2 separate regions of the Gossypium hirsutum genome follow, and region 1 is linked to region 2. Evidence: chromatin contacts called from public Hi-C data. All regions are on one chromosome and are shown on one strand. Each heading gives the region's core, a stretch centred on a gene start, on an enhancer-like site or on the middle of the called end of the contact. The rest is flanking DNA. Distances are from core to core; before and after follow the strand shown.

Region 1 (2,993 bases), core at 258-2,757, 230 kb after region 2:
TACAGATCTTATCTCCATGTATCGGCTATAGAGCAGATCGAAAATGGCGAGTCTTATCTCCATGTATCGGCTGTGGAGCAGATTTTAGCCACTGGCCTTATCTCTCTGATGTAGCAAGAGAGCAGGTTGAAGATACGAGCCTTAACCCCCTAAGCCATAGGGTAACAGGCTGAAAATTACAGATCTTATCTCCATGTATCGGCTATGGAGCAGATCGAAAATGGCGAGTCTTATCTCCATGTATCGGCTATGGAGTAGATTTTAGCCACCGACCTTATATTTCTGAGGTAGCAAGAGAGCAGGTTGAAGATACAAGCCTTAACCCTTAAACAGTAGGGTAACAGGCTGAAAATTACAGAGCTTATCTCCATGTATCAGCTATGGAGTAGATTTTAGCCACCGGCCTTATCTCTCTGAGGTAGCAAGAGAGCAGGTTGAAGATACGACCCTTAACCCCCTAAGCAGTAGGGTAACAAGTTGGAAAGTACAGATCTTATCCCTAAATAGTAATGGAGCAGATCAAAGACAGTGAGCCTTAACCCCTTAAGCAGTAGGGTAACAGGCTAAAAATTACAGATCTCATCTTCCTAAGCAGTAGGGGAGCAGATTGAAGACGGGTTCCTATACCCCTGAAGATGCAGTGGGTTAAAGTGAGGTTACCTGAAGAAAGAGAGAATCACGAAGTCAAACCTTGGTAAGACCGGGCAAAATTGACCCATTCAAAGTCTTTGCATCATTCTCGTTACATGATAATGAGCAAAGAGGGGCAGCTGTTGGGCTCAATTTTAGCCCGGGGCCCAAACCAATACTAAATTAAAACAAAACACCCTCAGACCCAATTCAACCAAGCCCAATACAAACCCAATCCTAAAATACCTGAACCCTAGCCCAAATTTTTAGCCCCCCCCAAAAAAAAAATTTTCGGCAGAACCCTAGCAGCCAACCTTCAGCCGCCGCAATCGAAGCAGTCCCCAGGCACCGTACGTCGCGCGCCCTTCCACGTCTTGCGCTCATCCACCTCGCCACATTAGAGACGTGATCAATCGTACCTGTAAACACGTAAAACACGTAAAAAAAAGGCTATAAAAGCCTTCGTAAACATATGTAAAAGGTTTTTTTTTTACTCTTATTTTTCAGAGAAATTGGTTACAGATTATATACAAAATACACGCAAAAATCAATAGAAAGCAAACAAGGAATATTTTCAAAGGTGGATTATTTACTACGGCTTTATTTTGTTTCGTTTTTTTTTTTATTTTTTTACCTTTCCATTCGGATCCACAACACGAACTAAAGGATAGGAGAGAAGGAGATGGACTCATCGCACGTCGTGCTCGTACTGTCGGAGGACTCTGCTTCGTTGGTCGCAAGCGGACTTTTAGGGCAATTGAAGGCTTGGGCATAAGCCTTTCGGCGTAGAGCAGAGGGGAGAGTGAGGGATTCCAAAACTTTAGGTTTTTTTTTTTAAAAAAAAATCAAAGTCAAAATGGTTTTTAAGCAAAAAATGAATTAAAGTAGGTTATAATTTTGAGTAATAAAACAAAACAGCATTGGGGGGAGAGTCAGTACGCGTTTGGAGTGGATCCATGTGCATTTTACCCTTAAATGGGTAATTTGCGCGATCAGTCCCCCTCATTCGCGCTAGCTTTCAATCGAGTCATGTTAAGTTTTTTTAAATTCTTTTAAATTGTCCCTGTAATCTGCGTGCTATTTCAATCGGCCCTCCCCTTAGCGCAGTATTTTGAGATTTGGGGCATCTTTGGTTTTAGTCTTCAAACATTTGTGTACATTTAATTTCGGCCAAAATTCTGTTTTAATGATTTGTCTTGTTTATAAATTATCCCTTGGATTTTGTTTTTCTCTTAATTAAGTTTTAGTTATTCATTTTTTTTAGAATAAACATGTTGTTTTAACATATTATTTTAAATTATTTTGATTTCACACTTTTGTATTTATTTTATTTTCATATGCATATTTGTCTATCTGAAACACCTTCATATATTATTATTACTATTATATATATTATTTATATTAGGTTTTTCATATATATATATTACTTTGTATATCATTTACTTTTAATCTTTTATGCATATTATTTATTTTGGAATTTCATTTACGCATTACACATATTATTTTATTATTTTATTTTTTTTGATACAGATCAAATTTTCATTCACATTATTTACTTTATGATATTTATTTTAAAATTCATTTGTACATTACTATTTAATATATTATTTCTTTTATTTTTTTCTATTTATTTTTAAATTCTTGTATTTATACCTGTTTTAAAAATTCTGTATAGTTTGTATAGGAATATTTCCAAAATTTCATTTTTCTTATTATTCATTTTATTTTATTTTAAAACTTGTTATATTTTATTTGTGTGATTTACTTGAAACTTCTTTTAAAATAGGTTTCTAGTTCATTAACCCTTGGTTATAAATGGGGGTATTTCTATAGTATATGATATGCTGCTATTGCATGTATTCTAAGTTGTTCCTTTGCATTTCCTTATTATTTTAGATTATTCATGAAATGTTATTGCCACGTTTTTCATTCCTTATGTCATCGAATTATCCTTTTTAATAAAAATACATTTCATTTATTTATTGCATTTCATTCAAAATTTTAAATAAGGCAATACTCGGTACTTGGGAGCTTTGAGAAAATTGTGCCCTAACTTACTGGGTTTCGATTTTTCTCGTCGAATCTAAGTAATCGAATACCCTTCCTTAAAGTAAAACAAGTAGGGATTTTTCAAAAAAAAAATGTAATATTCTGTATTTGAAATTTTGAGAGATTGTGCCCTAACTTACTGGTTACCGATTTTTCATTTGCCCCAAATAACCGAATATTTTTTTTGAAATGCATGAGTTTTGAAAATTAAAAGACAAACTTATTTACGTGAGTTTGAAATGTTGTATCCTAACTTACTGGGTGTGACATTTTATTTCTTCGAGATAAGAGGGTCTTAGCATTCCATTTAATTT
Region 2 (2,700 bases), core at 79-2,578:
AAATACATTTTAAATCATCAAATGTAATTAAGCTATTTAATAGTATAAATTATAATTAATTAATTTCTTAATTTAAAATAGAAAATTAAATATTACAATAACTAATTACTTGCATAATTTCTTCTTCAGTTCTTACAACTCTCGATTAGAATAATTAAATACAATCAATCTTCTTTATAATAATAATTTACTATAACAGTTAATTTCGTTATAAAATTATTTTTTATGTTTTATTTTACTTTAAAAAAGTATAATTATTTAATACAAAAACAATAAAATATTTTTTATTTCACAAGCAAATTAAAAGTTAATTATATATATATTTAAATATTTAAACTTAGTTGCCTCAAGCCAAACCCTTTGCGTATTCTAATTTGGGAGAACTTTTAAGGGAGGTTACAAATTCAAATTATTTTCGATTTGAAGTAATTAATTCAAAAAATTTAAATTTGATATTCGATTGTTATCAAATCAAAATAAATTTAACTAAATTGTTTATTGAATTAGATTTTATTTCAAAACTAAAATAAAAGAAAATTTACTTGAATCCATTTATAACAAAATCATTTCAAATTATTTAAAAAATAAGCTAGACCTCAAAATTAAAAAAAAAGCATTCGAAAAATAAAATAATTAAAATAATTAAATTATAATAAAATTGCAAAACAAGCTTTTATAAAATTCTACCTATATGAAAACTTTAATTATGATTTTTTATACAAGTGAATAATTATAAAAAGAATTAACGATTTTATTTTAATTAATTTAAAATTTTAAAATTTTCAAAAGACTTAAATAGAAAATTTTTCATTTTAAAAGACCTTGTCTAACAATCTATACTAGTAAATAAACTCATAACAAATTAATTATAATTTTATTAAATAATTCTATTATAGGTTCTAATAATTGTTATTTTAAAGATAATATCTTTAAGTATCTATAGCCTCTCTTAACTCATAAATAAGAGAATAATGCGCTTTAGCGTACTAAAACTCATGTGCTCATGTATTGATAAAAATATTCATACTAATAGAGCTAAAATTTAGTCAAACAAAATAATTAAAAAATTAAATAAATAAAATTTGGTAAAGACATAATTATTAATATATATATGATTATAAAAATATTTTATAAATCAAATCATTAATAAACTAGCTTAATAATTTTAGGGGTAAATGATTTCCTCCTCCATAGTAAATAAGTAAATAAGATCATGATTGACTCTAAATTATCTACAATTATATTACAAATTTTGATTCTATCGAATTTTTAATTAATGTTTATCTTCTCGGTGTCATTATTATTGATTTGAAAATTATTATTATATTATCATTTTCATCCTTATTTGTCTTCTATATATAAAAGCAAACCCAGATTGCTTCTTTAGCTCTCTAAAGAAAAAATCTCTGTTTGTCTTTCATTAACATAAAGCCTTAAAATCTTATTCCTTTTCAACTCAACCTCAATCAGTCACTCCTTTACATACACTTTTATATATATATATATATTGGTTTCTTCAGAGAAGAGCTTTATCATATTCTCCATTGAGAAATTAAAAACAAAGCTTCTCTATTGATCAAAGTTCACATGAAAAGAGACTTGTCAACTAACTGGTATGTTATCCCAACTTTTCTACGTATAAATATTGGGTTTTTTGTTATCTTTTCTGGGTTTGATTTTGTTTTTGAAGTTTTGGATTGATAATCTTTATATATCCCCCCATCAGTCTCTGTTTCAAAGGCTTCCTGTTTTTTTTTTTTAAAAACTTTCTATAATCTAGTTATGAACGATGTTTTTTTATTCTTATTGAAGCTTGATGAATATCTTCTAATGTTTTCAATCAAAATTTCAAAAGCTTTTCAAGGATTTCAAATCTCAAAAGTTAATTTCAATGTTTCTTAAAAACAAAACAACTTCTTTTGTTTTTTTCTTGGAAAGCTGAGAAAGTTTTTGATTTTATGTTTCCTTGAAATCCTCACCCGCTTCCAAAAGCATCAAAAAAGCTATTGCTTTAACAATCTGTTAAAATTCGCTGTCATCTTCTACATGGAAATTTTTTTAAAGTCCTTATCAAGGTTTAATGGAGTTTGATTGTGATAATCTATACTTGGAAGAAGATTAAACGACCATAATACATCTTCTGCATTTAGATATGCATTCTGGCTGCCAATTTTATATGACATGGTTAGTTGTGTTTCTTTATTAAGGTGCCCCCACTATTGGATGATAAGTAATTCATGTAGCTAGAGAAGAGGGGGTGGTTGAGCTCATAAAGTGTTTGATAGTAGCTTGTGCGGATGAATTTATGCATAGCCCATTTCTTACCACCCAACAGCACTTTCTGGTTATTGAAGACAAAGTTTATGATGTTTTGTTGGCTTTAATTGACCATGTTTCATATATATATATGTGTGTGTGTGTGTGTGTGTACCTATGTATGTATAGAGTTTTATGTTTCATAGGTTCTAATCTGGTTTTTACATATATGCTGCAGATTTTGGTAGCACATGATCATTGAGCAGTACATGGAAAGTAAGATTTGCCTGCAGGAGTGGATGGATTCACCAGGTTCGGTCTCGGTTTCGGATGATAACCCGTCGAGAAGCTTTGACTGTAACATCTGCCTCGACTCAGTGCAGGATCCGGTGGTCACATTTTGTGGTCACCTGTTTTGTTGGCCTTGCATCTATAAATGGCTTT

Evidence for each region. Hi-C and Micro-C count contacts between places; a contact is called where the count stands out from the background.
Region 1: a Hi-C map of leaf shows a contact between it and region 2, with 1.5 times the contacts expected there. The contact joins the promoter of LOC107948984 here to the promoter of LOC121228213 in region 2. A contact is called at or near these places in 3 of 34 Hi-C or Micro-C datasets (all in leaf).

What each region holds. Positions count from the first base shown.
Region 1 is chrA04:82,271,847-82,274,839 of Gossypium_hirsutum_v2.1, forward strand. It overlaps LOC107948984, which reads right to left and starts at 1,508. Exons shown (of 3, transcript XM_016883671.2): 1 at 1,265-1,508; 2 at 945-1,049. The coding sequence starts at 1,403.
Region 2 is chrA04:82,043,058-82,045,757 of Gossypium_hirsutum_v2.1, forward strand. LOC121228213 (E3 ubiquitin-protein ligase RMA1H1) reads left to right here and starts at 1,329. Exons shown (of 2, transcript XM_041111519.1): 1 at 1,329-1,613; 2 at 2,495-2,700. The coding sequence starts at 2,508.